2 separate regions of the Hordeum vulgare genome follow, and region 1 is linked to region 2. A link is a contact called in public Hi-C data. All regions are on one chromosome and are shown on one strand. The core of a region is the stretch at or near the end of the contact, and the rest is flanking DNA. Distances in the headings are between cores, read along the strand shown.

Region 1 (6,353 bases), core at 127-2,626, 150 kb after region 2:
AATAAGAGAAAAGGAAAACATATCCCATAATAAGAGGCGGGCCGCAATAAAAGCGTAATTTTTGTCTGAATTTCTATCCGATAGGTCAGACATATATACCTCCCCTAATAATAAAGCACGTAGTGCTTCTGTCGTCCGTCGTCCGTCGTTTTGCAGAAAAGCCCTCACAGTTTTAGGTAATCAACCCGCAGTCCAGTTTTAAGTCACAACGAACCGTTTTTCTGTCATTTTGCAGAAAAGCCCTCACAGTTTTAGATAACTCTAAACCGCTCAACCCCGCCTTCCCTCCCCGCACCCTCCGGCTCGACCCACCTGCTCAGCCCCGCCCGTTGCCTACGCCCGCCCTGCCCTCTCTGCCCGCTCAACCCCTCCTCCACCCGCCACCCGCCTGCTCACCCGCTCGCCCCTCCCGTCGCTCACCCCACCCTTCCCGCCGCTCGCCGTCAACAGCAGTGGGGCATCAACACGCCCCCGACGCAGTCTCCCCGTCCCGCATGCCTTCCCTCCCCGCCACTGTGCGGCGCGGCTCCCGTCAGCCCCTCCTCGCCACCGCGCCGCGCCACCCCGCCATCGCACATAACCGCACCACCCCACCACCATGTCGCATCGCCCCTGCCTTGCCTCCCTGTCACCGCGCTTGTGCGCCTCCCCGCTCAGCCTCCCTGTCAACGCGCTCGTGCGCCTCCCTGCCCCGCCTCCCTGCCACCGCTCCAGCGCGCCTTCCCGCCTCGCCTCCCTGCCACCGCGCCCACGGCGTGCCGTCCCCACCACCGCCAGCCCTTGGCACCATAGTCCTCTCCCGTCGCCGGGGAGCAGGCACCCCGCCGTCCCCGCCACCCCGACCCTCCTCTCCCGCCACCACGGCCCTCCTCTCCCGCCGTCGGGGAGCGGGCACCCCACCACCAACGCCCTCCTCTCCCGCCGTCGGGGAGCGGCGCACAGTCGCAGGGAGTCGTCTCCAGATGCTCTAACCTTGCCAGATAATGTTGTGAGCTTGACCGGTTCATGGTGAGGACTCACATGCCGTCATTGAAGATTGTGTTTTTTTCTTCCGTTGCAACGCACGGGTCCTTTTGCTAGTATATATATATTTGTAAAAGCCTCTGATAACGACACGAACATTCTTCTAGTTTCGCTGGTTCCCGTGTCAGATGCCGTTCATCGTCTGTTTTGGCGTAATCTTTTTTCTTAATCTTTTTTTTTTGGAGGCAAGGGAAGAACAGAATACCTGCTCCTCATGACCGAGTGTTCCCATCCAAGATTCGACAACCGGGCCGCGCGGGGCACAGCCCAATTCGAATCCTTCCCGTGTCCGAGGCCCAATCCTTACCCCGAACCGGCCGAACCGCACGCACGTCCGGACTCTCGACCGCACTACTGACCCGAGTCGAACGCCTCCTTCGCAGCCAAGCAAGCAAACGACTACTCCGTCCCCGTCCCTCTCTTCTCCTCCTCCCCTATCTCTCTGCCTCGCCCACGTCTCGCCTCTCCCGTATCGGCGGACCGGATTTCAAACCCGCGTCAGCTCGACGAGGGCCAGGTCTCCGCCGCCGCCGCTCCTCTCGATCCATCGGCCGCGCCTGATCCCCCCGCCGGCGCGGTAGAGACCCACCATGGAGGCCATGGAGGAGCTGTCGCAGCTCTCCGAGTCGATACGCCAGGCGGCCTCGCTCCTCGCCGACGACGACCCCTCGGACGACTCCGCGCCCAGGCGCCCCTCCACCTTCCTCAACGCCGTCGTCCTCGGCAACGTCGTAAGTTTCGGGCGGAGCCCCCCCGCGCCCCAGAACCGTCGCCTCGTGCCCCGATCTGATCCGTTCCGATCTATTTGTGCAGGGTTCCGGCAAGTCGGCCGTGCTGAACAGCCTCATCGGCCATCCCGTGCTGGTGAGATTTTAGCCTAGCACCTCAGCTCTCCCCACTCCTTCCATGTATCTCCCTTGGCGTTGTTTGTTAATCGGATTGGATTGGATTGGATTGCGTTGTGTGGTGCAGCCGACGGGGGAGAATGGGGCGACCAGGGCGCCGATCGTGGTGGACCTGCAGAGGGAACCGGGCCTCAGCACCAAGTCTATCGTGCTGCAGATCGATAGCAAGTCGCAGCAGGTGTCCGCAAGTCAGTAGGATCTCACAGCCTTGTTTCGCATGATCACCAACTTCGGTTCGACCTGGTGCTGATTTTTTTTCATGTGCAGCTGCTCTGCGGCATTCTCTGCAGGATAGGCTCAGCAAGAGTGTGTCTGGGAGGGGCCGCTCAGATGAGATATCTCTCAAGCTGCGAACCAGCACAGGTTTGGCCATTAATTTAACAGTTCCAGTGAAACATGCGTATCCTTCAATTAACAATGTACATAGCAGTATAGAGTATAGACTTGTACAGAGGAAAACCACTCGATCTCTCATTGTACATTTGCTTGTTTTGTTTTCAGCTCCCGCCCTAAAACTGATTGATTTACCTGGGTTAGACCAGCGAGCCGTGGATGATTCAATGGTAAGCATTTACTTATGGATACTTTACTTGTCAATTAGTTCTGATATAATGCTAATGCTGAGATATTAGAATAGCTTACAGTAGCCAACCATGACCACTGCTCAAAATATATTGATATAATGTCAACATAAACATCTTGTACCATATATATGATTTATATATCTTTCAGTGTTAGTTTCACACAATTTTTTTCGTGTGGAAATCAATTTTATGCAGTTATGTCTCCTTGTATTGATTTGGAGCCTTTTGAACTATTCTTGCTTGCCTACTTCTTTGGCAGCATGTCAAAAACAGTTACTTAATTTTGTCATCCTAGTTTACTTTCTGCTACTCAATGGTGACTACCTTTTCAATTTAGATCAATGATTATGCTGGGCACAACGATGCAATACTGCTAGTTGTGATACCTGCGGTACAAGCAGCTGAAGTTGCATCATCTCGAGCCATTAGGCTGGCGAAGGATATTGATTCAGATGGTATGTCTTTTGAAATGGAAAAAAATATCATCAATAGCAACACCACACTTTGTTCTTTAGTAATTGATGTTTTCCACTCGCTGTAGGTTCGAGAACTATCGGTATCTTGAGCAAGATCGATCAAGCAGAAGGAGACGCGAAAACTATAGCTTGTGTTCAGGCCCTTCTCTCAAACAAGGGCCCAAAAAACCTTCCTGACATTGAGTGGGTCGCTCTGGTAGGACAATCTGTAACGATTGCATCGGCACAATCTGGATCAGTTGGTTCTGAAAACTCGCTGGAAACAGCATGGCAAGCTGAAGCTGAGACCCTGAAATCCATTTTAACTGGAGCTCCCCAGAGTAAGCTAGGTAGAGTTTCGTTGGTTAGCGCCATTGCTAAGCAGATACGTAAAAGGATGAAAGTGCGTCTTCCTAACCTATTGACTGGGTAAGAATCTCACCTCATGCTTTAATGATGCACCTCTTAGTTTGATATACCCATAGAGTTAGATGAAGTCCTTCCCTTTCCACATTGATGTTAATTTAGTAATATGCGTTACTGTTTCAGCCTTCAGGGTAAATCCCAGATGGTGCAGGCTGAGCTGGCAAGGCTCGGAGAATCTATGGTACAAAGTCCTGAAGGAACCCGAGCAGTTGCATTGGAGCTGTGCCGGGAATTTGAAGACAAGTTCCTTGCTCATATTACATCTGGCGAGGTTAGTGGCTAACTTCAAAAGTAGACTTCTTCCATATTTGAATTATGCCCCCCCCCCCCCCCCCCCCCCCCCCCCCAAAAAAAAGAATAATTGATTACAAGATTAGTGCACTTTTTTCCATATGAAAGGGGTCTGGCTGGAAAATTGTTGCAAGTTTTGAAGGCAAGTTTCCAGACAGAATTAAACAGCTACCATTGGACAGACATTTTGATCTCAACAATGTCAAAAGGGTAGGGCCCACTTTCACTTCTAAGGTACACTCTGGTAGCATTTTTTCCGCCTTTCATAAACAACTTTATTCTCTTGACTTTGTAGATTGTCCTGGAAGCCGATGGTTATCAACCATATTTGATATCTCCAGAGAAAGGGTTGAGGTCATTAATAAAAATAGTACTAGACATGGCAAAGGAGCCATCGCGACTATGTGTTGATGAGGTATGCAATCCCCCGGCAACGGAAGTAATACTTACTTAGACTTTCTCCTTTTCCCTTGAGGTTAATGTTCAATTTAGGAAAAGCTTTAGACAAACTCTATTGTTTACTATGCTCTATGCCACTTCCACTTTTACGATCCCTGGGTATCATTAGACAAACTTCCTCAATTTGAGTTCTTTCTGGATATATTTGATTGGATATCAATTTCTTTCATTTTTATTTTATTTTTGCTGAGCTTAACTGATTTGAGTTTCCAGAATTGACGTTGAATTTGTGATTCCAAGGCTGCAAGGCTGCAAATATTTGAGTTTCATAATTCTAGTTCAGTTTTTGGTATACTGGGTGCTATTAGCGTGGCATTTCTTTCCTATTGTGTCGACATAATATTTAAGAATCCATGTGGTTATGCAAGGCCGCATAATCTTTTGATATATTTATCTTGTTTATTTGCTGACATGGCAAAAATAATTTTTACCGTTCATACACTAGGTACACCGTGTATTGTTGGACATAGTCAATGCTTCAGCTAATGCCACACCTGGGCTTGGAAGATATCCTCCATTCAAGCGTGAGGTATCACGTATATGTTTTAGAGAAGCACCTTTCCACTTGCTTGTTGATAGATTCCATCTTACCATTCTGAGTGTACACTCGATATTGTCCTTTTTTTCTAGGTCATTGCAATAGCATCGAATGCATTGGATAACTTTAAAAGTGACGCCAAAAAGATGGTAGTTGCTCTTGTTGACATGGAGCGTGCCTTTGTTCCTGCTCAGCATTTCATCCGTCTAGTACAAAGAAGGTTGGTTGTTGATGTTTCTAGCCCCCTCCCCTCTTTCCTCCTTAAGTTTTGTGTAAATTGTTATTTGGTCTCTACCATTTAATTGCTGTTTCAGCCTCATTGTTCTGTACTTGTAGTTTATGAAATCTAGTTGCAGATTCCTGATTCAATTTGTGACTTAATTTCCCACAATCTATCTTATGTTGGGTTGCTTTAGGAGGAAGTATTCATCCTATTTTCAGATAGTTCCCTCTTACCTTTATAAGTGATCCCAGAATACTGTATGCATCTTCTGTTTCAACTCTACGGCATTCTTCTCTTTGTCACCCCACTGTTTAGCATGATTTTTCTCGTGTTACAAAATATGTATTAATTGCTTTGCTTTGTAAAGAAATTGGCCAAGTATTTACTTTTCCCAAACTACGCTGATTTCATGCTAAAATTGTTGAATGCCGACCATTGCCTTTTTTCGTTTGATTGGCAGAATGGAGAGGCAGCGCCGTGAGGACGAGATGAGAAACCGACCTTCCAAGAAAGGGCAAGAGTCTGAACAATCCGTGACAAACAGGGTATGGCTTGTGCTTATTTTATTAGGATGCACAGTTGCATGTATGATATTCAAAAGTAATGCATTTTTTTAATCTGTGGACATAAAGCACATATTTCCGATGTTTAATATAAACTATTATTTGATTTTAGGCCTCCAGTCCCCAAACAAAATCTGAGCAAGCTGGTAGCTCAAAACCAACGAAAGAAAAACCAAGTCCAGACAAAGACACAAAAGAGGGACCAAATTTGCAGGTTGCTGGTCCTGCTGGTGAAATTACTGCAGGTAAAGAAGAAGGCAGTAAATCTGTCTGCTGAAGTTTGGTCATAAAGGCAATCTATTACTCCCTCCGATTCATATTAGTTGTCGCTGAAATGGATGTATCTAGACGTATTTCAGTGCTAGATACATCCGTTTGAGCGACAACTAATTTGGATCGGAGTGAGTATTAAATGTTGCACTTGTGTAAAATGTCGTTCGTTCCATGAAATGAATATACAACAGCTTATGTTTTTATGTTTCTTCACGCAACTGGGCACATCCTTGTTTCATCATGTACAAATGAAATTCATCTTTATAGGCGTAGTCAGTTTAGTCCATTTGGAATAACATGGACATTTCCGCAAGAACTCGAATCATAGAGCATTTTGAGGTTTGAACCACACGTGGGAGTCTAACATGTCTTTGATGCATGGTAATAATGTACTGATATACATGCTGATCTATGTAACAATCTAGTGTATAAACATATCCCCACCTTTTCTTCAGGTTACCTTCTGAAGAAAAGTGCAAAAACTAATGGGTGGAGCAGAAGGTGGTTCGTCCTAAATGAGAAGAGTGGAAAGGTTGGAGTCTTCCATACTCGTTGATTGGTTGTGTTTTGATACATTTGAACTCAAAAGGATATTGTTTCATGCTGTTAATTG
Region 2 (7,113 bases), core at 2,192-4,691:
ACCAAGTTCTGCACGTTTGCAAACAACATCGGTAATGTAGTCTGTGACATTCTTGAGTGTTTCCTTCTTCTCAGCAACCTTCACGAATGAAAACATTAAAAAATTAACAAAATGTGTCTTGTAGTTCTGGACACTTAATCTTAGAACATATAAGGATTAATGTTTGGTATGAAAAGATAAAAACAGAATTGTGAATAACATAAATTATGTCATCTGACTAGAAGAAGGCTGCAGTGGGATATAGTTTTATTTCAACTTCGGATGTACTTCATATATGATTTCCTAACCTCTTCACCGATGAGTGCAACATTAGGGTGTGTCTGTAGAGCACACTCTAGTGTAATGTGAGAAGCAGCACGACCCATAAGCCTCACAACTGCATGTGAAATAGAAAAGTACATGTTATTCAGTGGATAAAGAAAAAAGAAAAGAAAAACATGTACTATCATGGATAATATATGTTTGCACTCTGCGGTATGCCAAAAAGAAAAGAAATCTGCCAACAAAATTTTAATACTCTCTACACGTACTTAACAATTCAATTAATAATGAAGACTGAATAGCACTCTGATACAGGAGTTATCTGCTGTAACAAACAGTATTGGTAAAGCTTAATTTATTTTGACTATTGGGCTCTCTGTTAAGTGTGAAGTAAATGGTTTAGCATGCTGAAACAATGAGTGGAAAAACTTACAGTGGTAGTATTTGCCTGTTGACCGTGCATCAGTCATGACATTGCCAATCATTTCGGAGTATATCTGGAAGGAGCACAAACTCATGTCATGACATGACACTAAATCTTCATATGCATGAAATGTCCTGATTCCACATTAGACTGAGCGAATGATCTAAGCATGCAGACCTATGCTAGCCAATGCTAGCCCGGTAGTTCACGAAGCGCAATACATGCATTCGACAAACACTGAGCATGGGATGCAAAATCAGGAAGAATTGAGATATTTTGGTTTTCAAACCAAATAAAATAAATCCATGTAGTGCTGAATAGTTCTAGGTCAAACCCCCTTCAACTGAAGATGACACAACTGATTTGTTGAAATGTTATAGTACAAAGTAGTTTACTGATCGAGTGATTTCTGATATAGTCAATACTCATTTACTATTTTACTCATGCCCCCAAGATGTTAAGAATAGTATGTTCTTGACATTTAGTCATTTATATCTTCCCATTCTCAAATATTCAATGCAATGTGCGTTTATATCTAATCCATACATACTTAATTTATCGATGTATCGGTGCAATATGAGTGTTTCCATACAAGATATAATGCCTAAGGGCAAAAACCCAATACCTTGCAAGCAGTGTCAAATCCAAAGCTTGTTGGGACCTCCTTGCATTTCAGATCTCCATCAATAGTCTTTGGGCAACCAATAACACGAGTCTTCAAGTTCCTTCCCCTGGGATGCAAAAAACATGACTTAGAATCATCTTTGTTAAGAAGTCAAGTAGCAGATGCTCCATTCAATACCACAAGAAGTGCAATCTATGCACCTATTTATCACCCAGCTTCTCTCTCCTGCATTTATATGTACTACTCTCACAAACAAATACTTAATGTGCTTCCAGTGTATTTAAGTATAATAGGTACCATGGTCATTTGCTCTTACATATCTCATGGTTTTATAAGCTTCTTAATCTTTGTGTTCACCGAGAATATGGCTTACAATCTACAGAAGGCAGGAGTAACTACCAAATATGGCACAGAAAGGGTGAAATATAGATAGAGGATTTACTTGTGATAAAATAATTCAAGACAAATACATGAATAAGCTAAATTAGAAGCTACACCATTGTAGAACAAAAATAGAAGGATTTAACAGTGTAAAGCTTCAGACACTAACAGCAACCAAAAAATCCTTTAGGTGGACAAAAGAGTGAGTTGTCGTTTCAGCAGCCAACCTGAAGTATTCACCAAGGAGGCATGCATTAGTGTTTGAATCATCACCACCAATGACAACAAGTCCATCCAAATCAAGTCTGTTGACTGTGTCTTCAGCTTGCTTGAACTGCAAAAAACATCAAACAGAGTTACAAATAAAGATAACACTAGTGAAGTACTGGTTAGTCAACACTCACTTGCAGTAAATACTTGCATATAGCCGTATAGACACTAGAAGGACGGATGCAGTAAATACTTGTGTATAGACACTCAAAGACAAACCTGCTCTGGTGTTTCAATCTTGTCCCTTCCACTGCAGATCATATCGAATCCACCCTATTGAAAAGGTTACACATAATTGGTGAGTAATAACAGAAACAGCGTTAAGGGGTCTACTAATCAAGAGTAATTGAGACCTAGCATCATAATAATTCAGATGATACATCTATCAGATATCTTATGATATTCACCTAAACCTTAGTACGTGTAGGAAGGTTTGCATAAAAGTCATGACACTTTGAAATTTCAATAAGCGTGCTCAGTAAATAGAGGTCATGCTGCCATACCTGGTTTCTGTAGGGGTACACGAAATCAGCAGTCAGCTCGACGTACTTGCCCTTCATGACACCAGCTGGGCCTCCCTTGAATCCATACATGGTGCTGCCTTTGGCACGCTCCTGCAGGTAATCTGATCCAGCAGAAACCATGACAAGTCAACTACAGGAAAACTTCAGTAAAAAGCATAGCAAGATCTACAACTGTGCAGGTTCAGTGTCGAAGCTGGCTTGAAGATATCACAGTCGCCTAAAATAATATCATAGTCCGCCTCAGATCCTTCACCGGAGAAGGAAGAGACTGGCACAGTGGCACTAACATCACTCGAATTCAATCATGAACAGCAATTTTAAATTTCGGTTGGTCTCAGCTAGTGGGCCGTTGCAGATTTCGTCAAAGCGAACCGTCAGGTCGAGATCACTGGCACTCACCAAAGATGCCGCAGATCACATTGTGCCCGCCCGGCGCCTGGCCGCCCGAGAGCACGACGCCGATCTTGAGCGGCTTCGACGCGACCGGCTCGGCGGTCGGCACGACGGAGGCCGACGGCTGGCCGTAGAGGCAGGGGAACAGCTTGGCGATCTCATCTGCGGACAGATCGAATCACGGCCGTCAAAATCCCAAATTCAAAATCCTCCCAGGCCGAGATCCGGGAGGCGACGCGTATACTCCCAGGGAAGGGTGTCCGTTACTCACCGGGGCTCCCCGCTGCGGTGCTGGCGGGCCCGTCGGCGAGGGTGAAGTGGGAGCGGAGGACGGAGGGGAGGGGCAGCATGTGCGCGATGCGGCTCGTCTGCACCTCGCTGTACACGGACGCGAGGCGCCCGGGCACGGGCGCCGCGCCCCCGTTGGAGGCCACCGCCGCGGCCGCCATGCGATGCGATGCGGTTGCCGGTGAGGTGGCGCTGGTGGCGAGATTTGGAGGAATATGCTGTGGGCGGAGGGAGCGGTCAGTTGGGTGGGGTGTGTCGCCGCGGGGTTTTATGATGCGATCGAGCGATCGGTCGGTCTCGTGCTCCTTTTGCGGGTGAGCCCCTGGGTTCGTGGCCGCCTGACCTAATTTTAGCACACGGTATTGGAGTGCTCCCCAAGATGAACTCTCGCCATCGAAAGGGCCTTTTTGGTTTGACGGAATTCTGAAGATTTAGGCCATGTAGGATTTGAAATGTCATGGTGTGTCACTGTAAAACATACCTAGAGAAGTTGAAGGTGATAAAAAGAAATCCTACGATATGCAATTGTTGCCATCATTAAAACTAATAAAGAAAAACCTATGATTCTGGACTCCGTGGAGTTTTTTCTCTCTTTTGAATTGCACGTAAAGTAGACCATAGTAAAAACTCCTAATATTGTACTAGAATTGCATTAATTAATTTGGATAGGAGGGAGTATGTTTTCTACAAATCGAACAAGCTTTATAGAGGATATTAGGTAATTTTATGTAATGGCCTACTATATAACCCGACATGTATAATGGAAATATACCACGTCCGCATATGAAGACATATAGTACCTGGTTGTCATGGACCGTGTGATAAGTGTACATGGGTTGTTGACATATGTCGATAGCTGGTTGTCAGAGAAGGAAGCAGACTGAAGAACCGCATCGAACATAAAAACTGCACCGTTGACTTCGTCTTTCTCTGCTTCGCTGCTTTTGTTCCTCTCGTCTAGCTCCCCTTGTCTATTCACAAGCAGTGTACCCTTCTTTGCTCGTGTCCGGTGATCTTCATGAGAGGTTGCAATCCACTTCCGTTAGTAGTTCACACTACAATATTGCATTAATGTTGATTTTGATCTAGTCGGCCAGGGGAGGTTACCACCTCGCGGTCTCTCGCTCAACTCCAACAATAGAAGCACCCACACAAGGCAAAAGAAACACCCATCTTTTCTTCTACACGTGCACATTGACAACACTATAAGCAAAACATCCAGCAACGGAGGACAACTAATTGTCCACAAGAACGCCAAATGTAGGTTTTGTCATATACAAAGATGATATTATTTTGACTTTTTCGTACCCTCCAAAAAAGAAACAACAACTTACAGCGCATAGAAGGGTCGGCATGATTTGAAATATTATAGCTAAACCGAGTTATTAGCTAACAATAATGTGACATCATTCGTGCGCATACTAAGAACAAGCAAGTGTGTTTGTAAAAGATAAAATAAGGCGAGAAAAAGTAATTTCCTACATTAAGGTTTACCTTTTTTGTTATTGTGAATTAACTTTTACTAATTTTCTACATGTTTCACAATCAATATTCGTCGATAATTTGCATAGTGTATATCCCAGTCGGCTGATTTTCTTTGATACTTATCCATTTGCTATTCCAAAGACAAGCATCGGGATGGAAACCGATTGAATGCAGCTTAAAAGATGTGAATATTTCATACTACTCCATTAGAGCATTGTAGGGAGTGACCTGGGTACACCATTGGAACTGGAAGGGTCTATATGCATATGTCGAACTATTTTGCCATTTTGTTTTTGGCCTGTCTCTTGCAACCTCGGCCGGCCGTGGTATTTCAGCTACATGTCGCTGCCGTTGCGCTGCCGCTGCTGCTGGTCTTCTGCGTGTGGCGGTCAGGCCATACTTCACATGCGTGGGAGTTTTTTTTTCTGTATAAGGAGAGTGCACAAAACGTATCTAGTGCGAAAGAACTTTGAAGCTTATTAAATTTTTTATTAAGTCAATAGAGGAAATTATACATAGATGGCCTTAGATATGAAAATGTCGTTCGGAGGCCGAGCACCATGCAAGCCGTAATCTGGCGCGTTAGTCTTCATAGGGATCAGCTGACATATTGTATTATTCTAGGTATTTTAATCTGACACCTTTTTGCTACCCACAATATTCTCAATTTATGCACAGTGTTTGTTCATGTTAATGATGCTGCCCTGCCCTGTCAAGCTGTTCACGAACATGGGCGGGAGTACATATGAGACGCTAAAACATCAGCAACAACAACAACAAAAAACACACCATCTTGTGATGTGTCATTTAAACTTGCTAGCCGCTTTTTAAACATTGGGATTTGTGCTCAAAATTACTTGAGTCGAGTAATTAAGTTATCCATTACTGCTGGACGAATCGTAGGGATATATGCCTAGAATTATTTAAATGGGACATGTGATTTTTCCATATGAACCAATTGTTCTCAAACCTGTCATGCTATTAGTTCAACTCTTGCTAAAAAATATTCTCACTGTCGAAAAAAAGTCCATGCGTTGTCGTCGGCGTTGCTGCCGGTCTGCCTCGTCTCTCTCTGGTGACCTTAGGGTCATGGAGACGTGGTGGATCCTAGCACTTGCCGACGGGAGGTTTTGTTTTTAGATTTCTCTTTTGATTTTGTTAGGATTTGTGTACTGCTCATGAAGATGAAATGGCGACGGCTTTCTAAAAATGGTATAAGCCTTTTCCTCGGCTAGACCCTCTTTCGGTGATTTGTGTAGCATCATAGGAGGGCTCGTGTCTCCACCGGATCTCGCAGAATTCGATCAATGGTTGTCTTTAGTGGATCTATTCGGATCCATTTTTCGTTCGTCGATGTTCGCGTGTCTTTAATTTCGTGCTTTCGATCTACGTGTTTCTTCATCGGTGACGGTCGTTGTTATAGGGGTCTTAGCACGTCGACTTTTCAATTGTCTACTACAATAATTATTGTCCAGCTCCGACGAGGGGGGGGGGAGGGGTGATGATGACGGTGGGCCATTGACTCACTTTAGTGCCTGCAGTCATTACTAGGTGGTCTATGAATCTAGATGCAATTTTTATTAGTTCTAATATTCGTTGTATTGAGCTATGACTCCCCCGGGCTTCCGCTCTACTCGTCTCTCGGGTGACGGACGAACCATCCCCCCACCCCCCGCGCGCGCTCCTCCAGCTTCCCTCCCCTTCATCCTACCTTTTTGTCGTCGTCGACGTGGTCCACCAGGCCCTGCCTATGTACCGCTGCCGGCGGCGGGCCGACTTTTCCCCGCACGAGTGTTTGGGGGGACGCGGAGGCTCTTTTGACTGCGGCGGTGTTGTTGGAATTATGCCCTAGAGGCAATGATAAATAAGTTATTATTATAATTCCTGTATCAAGATAATCATTTATTATCCATGCTATAATTGTATCAAATGAAGACTTAGATACATGTGTGGATACATAGACAAAACACTTTCCCTAGCGAGCCTCTAGTTGGCTAGCCAGTTGATCAAGGATAGTCAAGGTCTTCTGACTATGTACAAGATGTTGTTGCTTGATAACTGGATCACATCATTAAGTGAATCATGTGATGGACTAGACCCAAACTAATGAACGTAGCATGTTGATCGTGTCATTTTGTTGCTACTGTTTTCTGCGTGTCAAGTATTTATTCCTATGACCATGAGATCATATAACTCACTCGCACCGGAGGAATGCCTTCTGTGTATCAAACGTCATAACGTAACTGGGTGACTATAAAGATGCTCTACAGGTATCTCCTAAGGTGTCCGTTGAGTTAGTATGGATCAAGACTGAGATTTGTCACTCCGTGTGACGGAGAGGTATCTCGGGGCCCACTCGGTAATACAACATCACACACAAGCCTTTGCAAGCAATGTGACTTAATGTAAGTCACGGGATCTTGTATTACGGAACGAGTAAAGAGACTTGCCGGTAAACGAGA

The links. A called contact is a pair of places that touch in the nucleus more often than the background predicts.
Region 1: a contact with region 2 is called in a Hi-C map of seedling, with 4 times the contacts expected there. The contact joins the promoter of LOC123413475 here to the promoter of LOC123407288 in region 2. A contact is called at or near these places in 5 of 6 Hi-C or Micro-C datasets (leaf, seedling and an unstated tissue) and 1 of 1 datasets of contacts at active chromatin or transcription factors (embryo).

Annotation. Positions count from the first base shown.
Region 1 is chr7H:105,671,938-105,678,290 of MorexV3_pseudomolecules_assembly, forward strand. LOC123413475 (dynamin-2A-like) reads left to right here and starts at 1,377. Exons shown (of 22, transcript XM_045106414.1): 1 at 1,377-1,754; 2 at 1,837-1,887; 3 at 1,996-2,116; 4 at 2,196-2,291; 5 at 2,430-2,491; 6 at 2,850-2,967; 7 at 3,054-3,396; 8 at 3,517-3,664; 9 at 3,793-3,894; 10 at 3,980-4,099; 11 at 4,589-4,672; 12 at 4,774-4,901; 13 at 5,365-5,449; 14 at 5,580-5,712; 1 more. The coding sequence starts at 1,614.
Region 2 is chr7H:105,519,683-105,526,795 of MorexV3_pseudomolecules_assembly, forward strand. It overlaps LOC123407288 (pyrophosphate--fructose 6-phosphate 1-phosphotransferase subunit beta-like), which reads right to left and starts at 3,442. Exons shown (of 16, transcript XM_045100394.1): 1 at 3,150-3,442; 2 at 2,885-3,040; 3 at 2,465-2,586; 4 at 2,181-2,234; 5 at 1,919-2,025; 6 at 1,311-1,416; 7 at 695-758; 8 at 288-376; 9 at 1-78. The coding sequence starts at 3,327.